Regions from separate parts of the Mus musculus genome. Here all the other regions are linked to region 3. The links are chromatin contacts, called in public HiChIP or PLAC-seq maps. All regions are on one chromosome and are shown on one strand. Each heading gives the region's core, a stretch centred on a gene start, on an enhancer-like site or on the middle of the called end of the contact. The rest is flanking DNA. Distances are from core to core; before and after follow the strand shown. Region 1 overlaps Gm29976 (a long non-coding RNA gene). Region 2 overlaps Arnt2 (aryl hydrocarbon receptor nuclear translocator 2). Region 3 has its middle 7.8 kb from the start of Cfap161.

Evidence for each region. HiChIP or PLAC-seq counts read pairs in DNA pulled down with a chosen protein or histone mark.
Region 1: a contact with region 3 is called in an H3K27ac HiChIP or PLAC-seq map of large pre-B cells, with 2.9 times the contacts expected there. The contact joins two enhancer-like sites. A contact is called at or near these places in 1 of 484 Hi-C or Micro-C datasets (cerebellum) and 1 of 115 datasets of contacts at active chromatin or transcription factors (large pre-B cells).
Region 2: a contact with region 3 is called in an H3K4me3 HiChIP or PLAC-seq map of bone marrow-derived macrophages, with 6 times the contacts expected there. The contact joins two enhancer-like sites. A contact is called at or near these places in 2 of 39 promoter capture datasets (embryonic stem cells and pre-B cells) and 1 of 115 datasets of contacts at active chromatin or transcription factors (bone marrow-derived macrophages).

What each region holds. Positions count from the first base shown.
Region 1 is chr7:83,360,580-83,363,362 of GRCm38.p6, forward strand. All of the region lies in intron 1 of Gm29976 (a long non-coding RNA gene), which reads right to left. Among named protein-coding and RNA genes, the nearest start is that of Gm29976, 21 kb to the right of the region's middle. Within about 2 kb of position 1,297, at least 16 of the 459 cell types and tissues checked have an H3K27ac peak or open chromatin away from gene starts, as enhancers often do.
Region 2 is chr7:84,249,093-84,251,792 of GRCm38.p6, forward strand. Arnt2 (aryl hydrocarbon receptor nuclear translocator 2) reads right to left here. Exons shown (of 19, transcript NM_007488.3): 18 at 2,274-2,410; 19 at 1-1,062. The coding sequence ends at 964. The region is part of intron 2 of Gm26708 (predicted gene, 26708); the gene reads left to right. The region is part of intron 2 of LOC117997403 (a long non-coding RNA gene); the gene reads left to right. Among named protein-coding and RNA genes, the nearest start is that of Gm26708, 17 kb to the left of the region's middle. Within about 2 kb of position 1,424, at least 13 of the 459 cell types and tissues checked have an H3K27ac peak or open chromatin away from gene starts, as enhancers often do. A contact at or near this core is called in bone marrow-derived macrophages, where this site is marked.
Region 3 is chr7:83,801,220-83,804,032 of GRCm38.p6, forward strand. No RefSeq gene overlaps it. Among named protein-coding and RNA genes, the nearest start is that of Cfap161, 7.8 kb to the left of the region's middle. Within about 2 kb of position 1,517, at least 40 of the 459 cell types and tissues checked have an H3K27ac peak or open chromatin away from gene starts, as enhancers often do. A contact at or near this core is called in bone marrow-derived macrophages, where this site is marked.

The DNA.
Region 1 (2,783 bases), core at 47-2,546, 440 kb before region 3:
CAAGAGGAGGATTGGTGCATATACTGTGGTGCATCCAGACAATGGAACATCACTATATACTAGGAAGAAATGAGCCATTGAGTCGTGAGAAGATATGGAGGAGACTTAAAGCGTCTTAGTAGGTGGTTGAAGTGAGCTGAAAAGGCGTTGTGCTGTATGTCTCCGATCATTTCATATTCTGGAAAAGGAAAAAGTATGGATAAATAGAAGAGATCAGAGTTTAAGAAGGAGCAGAGATGAGCAAGTGGGACTCACGGAGAATATCAGAGCAGTGAAGCTATCATGTGTGATACAACAATGTTGGGAACATGCCATTACACATTTATGAAAACACATAGACTGTGATTATGATGTGTCAATGCAGGCTCATCCAGTGTAACAAAAGTGCCACTGCTTCATCAAATGAGCTAGCAGACCATGCAGCAAGTGGATACATACAGGAGTTATATGGAAACTTCCTGAACTTTCTGATCAATTTGGGCATGAAATTAAAATCTGCACAAGTAAAGAATGTCTACTGAACAACAGTTATGGCAATGCCCCCCAAATGATCAGAGATGATTAAAATTAGTAGCTCCATAGAAGATCTCAGACCAAACACCCATTAATTTGGGGTTAAAATTTCTTCTCCATCCTTTCTCTCTGCCTCAGAACTTGGGTCATTCTTGAGAAGAAAAGGACTTTTCAAAGGACTGTGCAGTTACCTGGGAGACTCAATCTCTAACCAGAGGTGACCTGGCATGAACAGTGTCAGCTTTTCTCGATTCAGCAGTGCTGGGGGCCCAAGAAGAGTTCGGTTTCTAGATAAATAGTATGCATCTGGGTCCATTTCCTCTGCATGCCCAGAGCTGCTTAAACAGGCTTCTGTAAGGTGCATGCACAAGTTGATCTTTAAAAGAAAAAGAATCCTGGAAAGATTGTATCAGGCTTATCTCCCTCTCAGCAACTAGCACTTATGAAGCTGCACATGACAAGTGGCCCCACTTGATACCTTGATACCAAGTGGACACACTAATACCTACCTCTCACAGGCAGATGGCATTGTTCCCAACTCTAAAGGGTAAGTTCACCACTTTCCTGTTGAATGGCCACACAATGCATAAGGAGCCTCATAAGAAAGGCTACCCAAATTCAAATGCCACCAAGACTTGACATCAAGAGACACAGATGTCCCCTGATGTGTGAGCTCAGAGCTAGAGAATTCCAGGGCAGGGACAGGACATTGTCAAACTCACTCCTCTGAGAGATCACAGAGCAGATGGAAAGCAGTGAATTGAAACCTACTTCCTTCTTCCTGTCCCTAGAAACTGGAAGGTACTGTGTCAGGCCCCAGTCTTCCTGCCTCTGTTTGTGCTCAAGCCAGATGCATGCAAGGCAGCTTCAGGAGGCTGCTCTTTGTTTGGACCACAGAAAGATTTTTAGATTAGATTTGAGTAAGCCAGAGCAGGCAGGTGGCTGGTGTCTTTGAGATGCAGAAATTGCTCTTGTTGCTCCTCTGTGGCTTCACCATTCAGATACTGACAAAGGGAAAGAGGAGGGGAACTCAGGAAAACTTAGAGTATCACTGGGCAAATTGAACAGGCTTGGCAAAGTGGTCACAAGGGATTAAAAGCCCTCACTTTCTCTGGGGTGCCTCTTCAATCTTCTCACCTGACAAAAACCTGGTCACTCAGATTATACCTCTAAGAGCAGGGCCAGAGGTGACAAAGGCAAGGGCTGATTAGAGATAGTAGGAAATACAAGACCAGGCTTGCACACTGCTGAAGCAAACACCTTTTTGCAACATCAGTATATGTCTGCTAGGTACAGATGTTACTAATGGACACAGTGTCATCTTATATTGTGACTGGAGATGACTGGATCATGGTTGGAACTGGAGAGAGTGACAGACTGAGCAAAGTAATATGGGATGATGGATACTACTGATTGCTCACTTGACAGAATCTAGACTCCCCCAGGAAACAGAGCTCCAGGCATGCTCATGAGAGGTCATCCAGAAGCTTAGCCAGGGTGAGAAGACTCACCTTAACTGTGGACAGTGCCATCCCATAGGCTGGGCACCTGCACTGGATACGAGCCAGCTCTGCGCTTCCTGTGGACACTATGTGACCAGCTGTCTCAAGCTCCTGCTGCTATGCCTTTCCCCCAAGATTCCTTTGAACTATGAGCCCAAATAAATCTTTCCTTCCCTAAGATGTTTTGATCAAGTGTTTTGTCTCAGTAAGAAGATAAGTAATGGATACATATGGCATCTTGTCAAATGCAATGAGGAAAGCGCAAACCCTCTAGGTGAGAGCACAGTGCAATTAAGACAGGGGTAATAGGGAGCTGGAGAGATGGCTCAGCGGTTAAGAGCACTGACTGCTCTTCCAGAGGTCCTGAGTTCAATTCCCAGCAACTACATGGTGGCTCACAACAATCTATAATGGGATCTGATGCCCTCTCCTGGTGTGTCTGAAGATAGCAACAGTGTACTCATACACATAAAATAAATAAATCTTAAGAAGAAAGAAGGAAAGAAAGGAAAGAAAGAAGGAAAGAAAGGAAAGAAAGGAAAGAAAGGAAGGAAAGAAAGAAAGGAAGGAAGAAAGAGAGAGAGAGAGTAGTAGTGATAGATGCTGAGCACAAACAGTTCTCTGCTCTTTCCCTTCCCTAGGCTTGGAGATCATCTCAGAAGTTGTCATGGATGGGTCCTAAGAGTTAGGGTCGTCAGACATCTTCAGCAAACAAGTGTTTGTCAGGCATGATAGCACCACTGCATGTAGGAACTCACAGCAGCTGGG
Region 2 (2,700 bases), core at 174-2,673, 450 kb after region 3:
GGCCCCATCTTCTTTCCAAGTTACTGAGCAGAAGGTGTCAGGGACACTTAGAGTCGAGGTATCCTAACCCTGTACAGAGGAGGACTGGGTCTGACTTTCTGAAGGCGCTGGGCAGAAAACAGCTCTGCTCAGATGCAGAGCAGGGAGGATGCAGTGACCTTTATGGAATCAGGACACTGTCCCTCAGGCTTAGTAAGAGAAGCGTGAGTGCTCGCATAGGACAGAAGGACTAGAGACTTTAAGAAGTAAAGTATGTCTGTAAAAGGGCAGGGGACCAAAGAACTGACTACAGAGTGGGCAGCTCCCCAGCCCTGGCTTCCAGGGAGTCAGCCCAGCTCCCAGGCCCCAGTCACGCTTTCCTTTGAAATGCAGCTGAATGGGGACGGCTTCTCACTCTCACTGGCCACACACACCAACACGCCACAGTACATCTACCAAGCCACAACGTTGATTCTCAGGTTTAAAGCACACCTGGCCCCAGGCCGTCAAGGACAGCTAGTGTGGGAGACTCCCATCCTGTGCTCCTGGCTCCAGCACAGAATGCAGAGGTCACTGCCTTTCACTCTGACACCAAGCCTCCGAGGCAGCAGCCGTGAAAAAGCAGAAAGAAACCCAGCTTCTGCACCAGGCAGACCTGCTGGTACTGCCAGCCATTGTGGATCAAGCAAACACTTGATGGGTGCAAATTGTCCATTAATAGATTATTCACAATGGGATTTAAGACCCTGGCGGCCCCCTTCCGAGCACACAGATAAAGTACAATAAATACAAAGATCCCAAACCCAAGAAGCCAGGGCTGTGGGTTAGAGCCAGGTGATGCCATGTCCAGGGAGGATGGGGAATAAGGGAGATTTCTGGGGGTTCTACAGCAGGGCAAGCTGGGTGAGGGGGACCCTCTTTGAACATGGGCATCTATGGCATGATAATAGCGTCTGGGCAGTAGAAGCCTGGCTTTGCCTGAAGCTACTCAGAAAATGGAGGGAACATGCCCAGGTCAGCAAAGTCCTCGATGTTATAGTTGCCAGTCCCCTGCGTCGGGTCGCCCGGCATGGGTAGCATGTCCTGGAGAGGAGAAGAACAGAAAGTCCCAGGGGTCAGTGACCTCACCCAGAGCCTGCCCTTGTCCCGGAGTCCAGCCTGCCACTGACTGATCCCCTTGACCATCTCTCTAGTGAGCAGGTGTTCCTTTGCACAGCCTTGTATACAGGGCTGCTCTTCAGAGGGCTTCAATACCCGACCCTGCTGGGAATTGCTCTTCTGGGGAGTGTTATGCTGAAGGTAGACAGCGCTAGAATACAAACCTTTTTCTGAAGCTAAACCGGGCCCAAGGGTGGAAAGAGCCCCACCCCCTCCCCTGGCTGGGCAAGCAGAAGCTACAACAGAAATTATGACTGGACAGCCATATGACCGCCGACCAAGCAGGAGTCTGAGCATTTGTGGTTTGGGCACAGTGGCCTGTCGGGGTGATGCCATCCCAGAGTGGAAGGTCAGTTATTTTGTCTGCTCTCTGGGAGTCCCCCAGTGGAGTCTGGGCTGCTGCTAAAAGACTGGGTGGGCAGGCCCACCTCTAGCTGAGGGGATTTAATAGGCTCATACCTGCACTTACAATGTTCCAGGAAAACCTGGGAGGCTGAGTCCTATATGATAGGTAAGGTCATGTCCTTGTCACCAGCATACTAAGATTGGTCAGTGTTAGGATTTGAGAACAGCAAGGCAAGTCTTTAGTAGTGGAGGTCTGGAAGTAGCCTTAGACCCTTAGCCTAGAGAGTTGAGCACTGGCCCAGCTGCCGTGGGCTAAGGGTCTGGGGATGGGAGTCCCTCTTCCTGGTTGCCATAGTGGAGAGATGACAGGCTGAGGCAATCAAGCCCCTAGGTACCTGCAGCTCTGGGAGGCTGTGTATATTGCCCATGGTGAGCCCTGAGGGTCTTTAGCTCTTAGATGGGCATGGGCCCTGCTCCAGGGTAAGCCCCCCTTCTGTATTTCGCTCCATACATCTGTACTGGATAACTTTGGGTGTATGATCCAGGATGCAGCCTCTGCTGTGAGAGTACAGCTGAAAGGCTGACGGCCCCTGTGCCTTTCCTGTGTATCTGAAGGCTTTGGCTAGGCAGGGCAAGACCTTCCTTCTACTTGTGGGCTCCCCATACTGCAGGCTGGTGGGATCTCTTGCTGGCTACCGGGCAGGGCAGGCAGAGGTGCAGAAAGAGGCATAAGGAAGCAGAGAAGGCGCAGGTACCTACACCTACGAGAAGGCGCTGCTCGCTGGATTTACCTGGAACACTTCAGTCTGGCCAGGCTGCTGATGCGAGTGCTGCTCACCGCTCTGCTGTCCGTGATGCTGGCTCTGCCACTGGGACCAGACCTCCGAGGGCCGGCCCTGGAACTGCCCGCCACTCTGTCCACTCTCAGCTGAAATACCCAACGGACAGGATACTTAAAAAAAATTCATCATGTGGTTCTGGGAACCTAAGACTGGGGGACCTGGCTGTCACATTCTGCCATTTCTCCCATCTTAGTGCCTCTCAAGGGCTCTACACTCCTGAATGGCACGTCCCTATCAAACAGGCCTCCTCCTTCCTGACAGAATAAGCTGAGGGGCAAATACTGGAGGAAGCCCTGTGAAGTGTGAGTGACCAGAAAGAATAGTTTTGTTTTTTAGAATGAGCCTGTCAGGTGACTCATGCTCCATCCTCATAGCG
Region 3 (2,813 bases), core at 267-2,766:
CATGTTTCCCACTTAGAAGGGAGGTTGACTCTGCGGAAAGAGCTGATCCCCAGAGCAGGGGATCTGAGAGGCCAGAAGCCTGCTGGAGACTCACCGACGTCCTTGAGAGGACTCTGGCTTTTAGCCAGCATGAAGGTGGAGCTTCAGGCCTGTCTTCTGGGATCAGAGAGGCCCCAGAGCTACAGAGGAACAGTGTCTTCTAAATCATTGAAAATGTATTTCAAACTTCTTTTTCCCCCTATTCAAGCAGAGGCGAGGCAAACCTGAATTGCATACAAGAAATAGATATATTATAATTAGGCGGTGGTGTTATGGTTTGCCTCAAATGAGTTGAGATAGAAACTTCAATCTTATCACAGTGAAGAGTCATCAGGGCCTGCAGCACAGTATAGATACATGGGCCAATCTGAGCCTCTGGAGCCATGCTGTAGAACTGGGCAACGGAAAGCCACATGCTTCTCCCGATGAGCAACGGAGGCTAGGGTGACTCGCATGCAGCTCAGAGTTTGCTCCCTCAGCGAACCCCAGTTTCACAGAAATGCCTCTGTCTCCCACCAACCCACTCATCCCACCTCCCTGGTCAAGAAACCTAGTCTTTATTGCTTCACAAAAATATAAGTATTTCATACATAGATGGTCACATTCACTATGTAGTAAAGATAAGCTGTTGATTCCATTCTCTCTCCTCCTCCTCCACCACCACCATCATCACCATCACTATTATTTAGATACAGAATTTCTAAGTGTTGGGCATACAGGGCCTTCGTTCGTGTGTTTACAGAGCTGTGAGGTGCTTACAGAGCTCTAGGGTAGTAGCTGAACAAGGGTATCAGAGACTCAGTTCCCCAGACAGCGTGCTTTTCCTCTTCCCTTAGTCTAGTAGGAAAAGCTAGGGTTTGCTTTACTTCACTGACAAATACAGAGAAGTTCTGGGAAGTGCCCAAGGCATCCTAAGAGCCAGAACTGAAACTCAAGAGTGAAGGGGGGGGGGGGAGAGAAAACAGGAAAATGTGGCTTTCTATTTTCATAGCAATCACAGACCTCAGGCACATTAGTGTGTAGTTTTCAGTCTGGTATTGTTACTACTCTAGTTTTGTGTCTTAAATCCCTGACTCTGAGTCAGGTGTCCTTGACTCAAGGGGCAGAACTTACCTGCACTGTGACGTTGAGTAAAGTCACAAACTCTGGTTCTGTTGCCTCATGTGTAAAGTAAGATATGTGAAAACCTGTGTCTTGTGGTTGTTGGGATCTGTGTGTCAGGAGGTGTGTGAAACACCTTGGCACAGCAGCTGCTTCTGCTTGTTGTTATGAAGACACTGCGTCTGGGCAAGCACAGGTGCCAGGGTTCTCCTCACAGCTACCTGGCACCTCACGCCGCAGATGCTTGCAGCTTCTAGATGTCTGTGTTGGACGCTCCTTGGTGTAGTCTCAACCAAAAGTCAGCTAAGCGGAACCAGGTCTTTCCTGAGTCTTCAGAAATAGATTTGATTTCATAATTGGACAATTCTGCCCTCTTGTGACAAATCATAGATATAGCGTGTTATCCCTAAACAAAACTCCAGGGCAGGACTGAGGAAAGCTTCAGGACTGCTTGCCGGGTCCCACTTGGAGAGGGCTCATAAGGCCCCACTTCTCCTTAAGGCTCTATAGGCATTTGGTAGTTGTTAGGGAAATGGGATTCAATAGGCCTATCCTCTCCCAAAAGATCTATAAGAAGAAGTGGTTGCTGGGAGAATGGAGAGGCACCCATGCTCCTGTATATAAACCCATATGCATGTCCCTGTGAGGAATCCCAGTGGAAATCATTGGGTCACTCCATCCCCAGAAGAGGACATGAGAGTATAAAGGGGACTAGTTGAGAAGGGGAAGGGGATCGGTGAGATGGGGGAAAGAGGACAAGGGAAGATAACAGAAGAGGAATATGATCACATACTATACATGCATGAATGGAAATGTCATCGTGAAACCATTATGTTTAATGCATAATTAATTTATGCTTATTTTTAAAGAAAAGGAGACTCCAGTTTACAAGTGTGTCTCTATTTCCAAATGGTGTGTCTGAAACTAATGGTCCCTCGCCCTGAAGAACACTGAGATGGAAGCCAGCTGCATATCAGAGATGTTGATAGGTTATTTGCCTAGCATACATGGATCCCTGAGTATAATCCCCAGCACCACAGAAAACTGGGTTGGTAGTTCATGCTTGTAATCCCAGAACAAGAAGGATAGAGGCAAGGAGATGCAGAAGCCAAAGTCTTCGTTGCCTATTCAGTGAGTTATTTAGTGTAGTCAATACCTAGTCTCAAAACACACACGCGCGCGCGCACACACACACTCGCGCACATGCACATGTACACGCACACACATTTATAAAATGACTGTTTAATTGTCTCAGGTTCCTCTCCTGTAAATAATATTTCATTGCATGCTCTAAGAGAAGCCAAGTCTGAGAGGTCACTATCAACCTCACTGTTTCTTCTCTTAGAATTTATCTCTTCAATACCCTTCCTCCTGTAACTTATTCTCAGGCATCAAAACCATCTTCAAAGTCCAGTACCCTCCACATCTCTAGACTGGATTCAGCTAGTTGGCCTCATTGCCTGGTGCTTTGTATTTTTTCTGGGGGAAAAAAAAAATCCCCGTTCAGGGCAATGTTTTCTCCGCAGGGATCAGGGCCCTTGTGTGAGCCCCAGTTGCACCTTCTGTCCCATTGACACTATTTGTAGAACTGTGGCTAGTTCACAGCGGGTGATTCAAAGCACATGTTACACCTAGAAATTACTCAGCTTCCTTCTTTGAAGCTTTCTTGGGTC